2 separate regions of the Zea mays genome follow, and region 2 is linked to region 1. Evidence: chromatin contacts called from public Hi-C data. All regions are on one chromosome and are shown on one strand. The core of a region is the stretch at or near the end of the contact, and the rest is flanking DNA. Distances in the headings are between cores, read along the strand shown. Region 1 holds the start of LOC103631778 (alanine--glyoxylate aminotransferase 2 homolog 1, mitochondrial). Region 2 holds the start of LOC100285821.

Region 1 (3,178 bases), core at 550-3,049:
AGGAGCTAGTTCAACAGCACCTCCCACACCCTACAGCAGAGATGGTGTATCAACAAGATTGCGACAAGGATAAGTTATTTTGAATTGGGTTTATAAACAAAAGATACATATTATTTCAATTAGTTCTAGCATTTTATAAATGGTCTGTTCAAAGTTTATACTTGGAATGTTTCTGCAATGAAGCCTGCAACCCTTCCTGAACTTCCATAAGTTATGTGTTCTTCGACTTCCTTAGCATAAGCTGCAGCATCAGACCCGAAAGTCCCCCGATAAGGATCAGGGTTCATGACATGATGTATTTCACCCTGCAAAAATTCTTATGAGGCTATGATAGATGTAATAAAGAAATGGATACATTTTTGCTGGGTAGAACGGAGATAATTATTGATAACTAAGAATCTACTGCAGCAAACATGTGACTTTGAAAACATAACCAGTCAAATAATTTGATGAAAGCGCAATACACTGTACACATACCTGAGGAATTGGGTATTTCCACGTCTGCATACCAGTCAATCCAATCGTACCGGCACTTCCGCCATGATATGCATTTCTGAGCGCAACCATACTGAGATTCCCACTATACAGCCGGGCCATCAACATTGCCAACTCATTCGCTTCGGTCCCAGAATTCACAAAATACGCAACCTGCAGGATCCAAAAACATAAATGAAATGGTGCGTGTTATGACTGCACCCAGACAGACATTACTTTTACCTTGAGATTGCCAGGCATTTTGGAGGTGAGTGCCTCTGCAAACTCTACAATAGTGTGGTGCAAGTAAATGGTGGTTGTGTGCTGGAGCAACTTGGTCTGCTCCACCACAGCATTCACAATATCCGGATGGCAGTGGCCACACGACACTGTCACGATGCCCCCAAAGCAATCGAGATATCTCTTTCCATGCTCGTCATACAGGTACTGCATCTTCCCCTCCACAATGTTGAGCTGTGAACACAATTGAATAGCAAATTGTTTAGACAGACAGCATGCCAACGTCATTCTGTCACTGTTTCAAGTTTTTATAGAATAAGACTACACGGTGTGGTTGTGCAACAATGATTATTTAGCATGACCAGCTGTCCAGTTTCACCCGAAACATACACGGTGAATCTAAACCACCATATGCAAAACGCATAAAAAAATATTCTCCTAGCAAATTGGTGTCGCGCCAAAGAAGACGCTGCTTTGTGATGAAGGTCAAAAACACATGTTCACTGAACCCCACCTTTTTGGAACACTAATCTTATTTCATCGCACGGATAACAAAGACGAGCAGCGAGTGAGACGGATCTAATTAAGATCAACACTCCGAGGGTATACCGGCTTCTGGTAGTAATGGAAGAGAGACGGGCCGAGCACCGCCTTCCTCTTCTCGAAGATCTCGGCGCCACCCAGCCCGGCATATGGGCGGGGCCGGTAGTCGAACGGCGGCATCTCCGGCGGCGGCCGCGACGGTGCCCGATCAGCCGCCGCCTCGGACGAGACCAGCCGCCGCAGCATCTCCACCGGGCATCGCCGGCGGCTGGTGACGGCGCCACGGCGAAGCAGCGACGCGGCCATGGACGGACAACCAGGAGCGGAATATGAGCTCGCTAGGGCTGGCCGTCTGGTGATTAAACTGAGGAAGGAGAGATAAGGCAATGGAAGAAGGATTAAGCACGCAAGGGTAGGAAGGATTAGTGGCAGTGGGTGGGCAAAGGTCCAGATTCCGATAGGGACGCATCTTGATTCTCCTCGTGGGATCTTTATTTTATCTTCCTGACGTGGTGCGGCGTGTACTCGTCGCTCTGAAATGTGGGCCGACGAATCGGTTGGTGGCTATCTGGTGGGAGTGATGGCGTGTGCGAGTGGAGAGTCGTTTCGTGGGCCGTGACGAGGATATTCCTTAAACAATTTGTTACTCCCAAATTCTGGCTGATTTTAGCTTTTCACGGAAAATAGATTAACTCCCACCATATATGAATATATGATTGGTTGGAGAGTAAACTTGAATGTAATAGCTTTATTCTAGCTTTTTAAGAATGAAACTATTCTAATCCACGTTTGGTAAACGAAACATAATCACTCTATTTTTTTATTTAGTTAAAGAGTAAAGTAGAGTAAAGTTGTTTCGTGTTTTGTTTGGTTGGAGAACCATATGAATGTAGTGGAGAGGAGATTGCTTGCGTCCAGAAAAATGCACGTATCCGATCATTTTGGTGAAGTGAAAGCATTCAAATTATTTATGATAATTTTTCATATGAGACTCCAGAAGTCACTCCGCTCTTTTGTTAGGAATCAATCATACATAAAATAGAATGGAACCGCTCCATTCTTCTCCCGTGCGCAACCAAACGCACTTTATACTCGTGTTGATCAAACTTTCTTGGTTAGATTTATAAGAATACTAATAATATTTATGCCTTCAAATAAGTTTATAATAAAAATGGGTTCAAATATCTACCTAACAGTACTAATTATATACTACAAATATGAATGTTTTTTGTATATATTTGTTCCAAGCTAAAAATAGTCAACTTCTTAAAAAGTAAAAATAAAAAACACAACTATTTAGGATAGGGATAATAGATTTTATTATAAAACATACAGGAGATACAATTAAGATAACTTATAAATTATAAAGTTAAACGGGGGAGTACCTATCTTGATACAGCTCATGGTCCGTGACTATTTTTTCTACTACCTTTTTAGTGCCAAAGCGGTGGAGTGGGGGTTGGAGTCGAGGGAGAGGATGAGGAGGAGAAAATGTGTATGACTAATTATTTTAGTCAGCTTTTTCATGTCCTCTATCCAAGGGATGTGCAGCAGCTGTTGCAGGCTGTCCATCGTCCCTGCGTGATAACAGCTAAGAATGAGGGCCTCGTGCCGATTTTTAATAAGGGCAGTGTTGACGCCTTTTTGGAGGCGCCAATTACTCAAGAGAACCAGCGGCGGTGCTCTCTGCACAGGGGCGGACGGTCCGCGCGCGGGGGCCGGATGGTCCGCGGCCTGGTGCGAGGCGGCGGTGCTTTCTGGTCAGGCGCGGACGGTCCGCGGCACAGGGCCGGACGGTCCGCGACCTGGTGCAGGAGCCCGAGTTCCCTGCCTGACGGCCGGACGGTCCGCGCCCTAGGGCCGGACGGTCCGCGCGTGCGCAGGGGCGGCGGAAGACCGCCGACGGCGCCTGGATCTCACT
Region 2 (3,134 bases), core at 116-2,615, 380 kb before region 1:
TCAGCTCAGTGTCCCCTCCCCCCAAAAAAATGAGGCAACCCAATCACAGATCAGACATGCAGCTACAAAATGATTTCTGTATAAACTCAAACAGCTGTCAAGTAATAAGTTTCACACAACTTTTTATGTGCTGAAGTACCCGATACTTAAATAATTTTTTCTTAATTTTCAGAAACTATCAAACTATGAGTAATGTAAGTTCACAATAGTATCCTACCAATGCTGCTTCAAACAAGACCAAAACAGCGCAGTGCTTTACTACAATATCCCTAGAAGACTCATTGATACAGATAAAATAGGTCTATATAGCATTACACTCACCTACATGCAAAAAAAAAAAAACTACAACTGATATTGCGACAACATATTCCAAAAGGCCTATGTGGATACTGGATACCTTCACTTCTCAGGTAATTTTATCTGTCGAACAATAGCACACACTTGTACTTCAAGTTAGTTAAGTATTTTACACCCAAATATGCCTGGACAATATTCATGGACAACCGTGTGGCTACTTTCACTAGAGGACCATCCATTGAAGCAAGAGGTTACTTTCACTAGAGGACCATCCATTGATGCAAGAGGAAGCATGAGACCGCTTCAATTCACAATTGTTTGGGTCAGTTTTTCAAAACCAAGAGGCTGGTTCCACAAACCACAACCCTAGGACCATGAAACCGTTGTATTGCTCAGAAACCAAAAGGACACGCGTAAGGGCACGGTTGCCAATCTATGTATCTACCCTAAAGCCGGAAGAATAGCAGCGAGTAGTCCACCACACGTGGGCAAGTCGACCTTGATGCATCAGCGAGAGCTACTTTGAAGTACTAACTCGCATGAATTCACCCAATTCCCAGCAACGCAACCGCTCAATCAAACATTGAGACCAATAAACCCAGCTTAAAATCACCGAATTTGGACGGTGCACCGGCACCAAACGAACCCTAGCAAGAAACATCTGCCTAATCGGCGCGCAAGGCATGGTTTTGGGGGGGCACAGATCGAAGGACGTCGCCTACCTCCCCGGTGTGAGCGAAGCAGCTGTAGAGGTAGTTCTCGTCGGTCCAGTACTGGAGGTCGCCGATCCACAGAGTGCGGACCTCCTCCAGGCTCGTAGGCTGGTGATACGGCGCCGCCATCGAGCAGCGTGAGGCTGCTTGGGGGTCGGAGGCCGGTTTGGGATTAGTGCGGCCGCTTGAGGGTGCTCTTCTTCGTCCCTTCCACGGTCACGCTGCTTGGGCGTCGGAGGCGCCGGGCGCGGAGGGGACGAGGCGGCCGCTTGATTTCTTGAACGCTTGCTGCTGCAAACAGGCCCGTGTACGACCACGGTTCGATTTGTGCTCGCTGATGCAATCTTAGAGCATCTCCAAAAGCTCCCCTAAAGTCTCCCCTAAATCTATTTTTTTGGGAAAAACACAAAAACATGTCTCCAACAGTTTCCCTAAAGTGTCCCCAACTTTTTCATAGCCCTTAAAACTCCCTCATTTGTAGCTACAAATGAGGGGTTTTTTGGGCTCTCCAGAAACAAACTGCTGCTTTAAGGGATCTGTTGGAGAAAGGATTAAAATTTACCCCCACTTATTATTTAGATGTCCCTTAAAACTGATTTTGAGGAGTCGTTTTATGGAGAGCTCTTGGAGATGCTCTTACAGCATGAGAAACCAGTTTTTATCTTCTATAGTTAGGAGAGGTGAGTTTACTGATTTTTAAGAAACTGAAAATCTAATTTTTATTAGTTAGTTATCCGTGCGTTGCGACGGCTCACAACAATACCTACGTAAATTATCCATAAAAAGTTCTCAAATTTTTTTATTGATTGTCTCCACTCTTTGCATAATATTTTTATGAACGTACGGGTACCATAGTCAACAAATCAGAGACCTCCATCCCTCGCAACCCCATTTCCAAGGTTTCGTAGAACATAAGGGAAAGGGAAAGAGGCAGACATACCTGTTCGTTGTCGGAGAAGGACACGACGAAGACCTGAGCATCTGGAGACGACATAGCTATATAGGGAGAGAGCACGCACGCGGAGAAAGAAGCCCAGCCGGAGCAACTCCAAATCAAGAGGCACCTGCACCAGGCGTCAATCCGAGAAAGGCGAGATAATGCGAGTGTCTTGCCAGCCCTAAACGCGGAGCGAAAAACCACCACCACCAACTTCGTAGAATATGTCGACTGTTGTCACGCTATGGGTCTTGGTTGTCCAATATCTTAGACCTGGACTCCTCATCGCCAAGATAACCTAAGCGTGGCAGGCGCCACCATGTCCTCCTCGACGGCACGCACGGAGAAAGGCCAGGAGCATGACCGACTCGCGTCGTACCAGCGTCGACGAGCGTCAGTCGACTCGCGACTACGACCGTGGGCGGGGGCAGTAGGTTGGGGAGGAAGAACATGACAAAGGCCGGGAAGACAAACAGACGTCCGACGACGGCAAAAACGATGGTGCGCGCATGATATGAAACGTCCTCGTGGACGTGCAATAGCCACTGCGCAAGTCGGTGTCGGGGCTGATGTCGAACGAATACGGGTAGGAGGCGCATGCTCCTACGCCCTCTGCCGAGAATGGGGTGGCGCGGAGTTGGAGGCATGAGGGGAAAAGAAAAAAGTAGAATGACGAATGAGATGGTGGCAACTGAGGCAATGACCATCATTATCGTGCTGAGGTATAAATGGTCAAATGGGTCGTATCTGGCGAGCCGCCCAAGGCACGACCCATTTAATAGTGTCTGGGCCAACCCGGCACGAGCGTTGTGCAGTGCTTGGGTCGTAGCCTCGACCCGTAGTGCTGGTCCGGCCCGACACGATTTTTTTTATTTTACAAAAAATCATATATACATATCTACAATTTATATTCAATATTATAAACATCTGAGTATGATGTTCTACTGGTTAGACAACTTCGTCCAGTGTCTCTCACCCTTCTTCCATCAGGGTGTGGGTTCAAACCTCATCTCCTGCATCGCTTTTTAACATTTTACACTGAGTTGAGTTGGAATAAATGTAGAGACTTTTTTTGTAAAAAGATGCCATCAGGGTGTGGGTTCAAACCCCACCTCCCGCATCGCTTTTTAACATTTTACACTGAGATGGTTTGGAAGAAATGTAGGAACTTTTGTGTAAAAAGATGC

What was found. A called contact is a pair of places that touch in the nucleus more often than the background predicts.
Region 2: a contact with region 1 is called in a Hi-C map of ear, with 2.2 times the contacts expected there. The contact joins the promoter of LOC100285821 here to the promoter of LOC103631778 in region 1. A contact is called at or near these places in 2 of 25 Hi-C or Micro-C datasets (ear and tassel).

Annotation. Positions count from the first base shown.
Region 1 is chr1:15,476,119-15,479,296 of Zm-B73-REFERENCE-NAM-5.0, reverse strand. It overlaps LOC103631778 (alanine--glyoxylate aminotransferase 2 homolog 1, mitochondrial), which reads right to left and starts at 1,799. Exons shown (of 9, transcript XM_008653260.3): 1 at 1,324-1,799; 2 at 718-948; 3 at 478-648; 4 at 162-305; 5 at 1-30. The coding sequence starts at 1,563.
Region 2 is chr1:15,855,134-15,858,267 of Zm-B73-REFERENCE-NAM-5.0, reverse strand. It overlaps LOC100285821, which reads right to left and starts at 1,365. Exons shown (of 8, transcript NM_001158711.2): 1 at 1,020-1,365. The coding sequence starts at 1,139.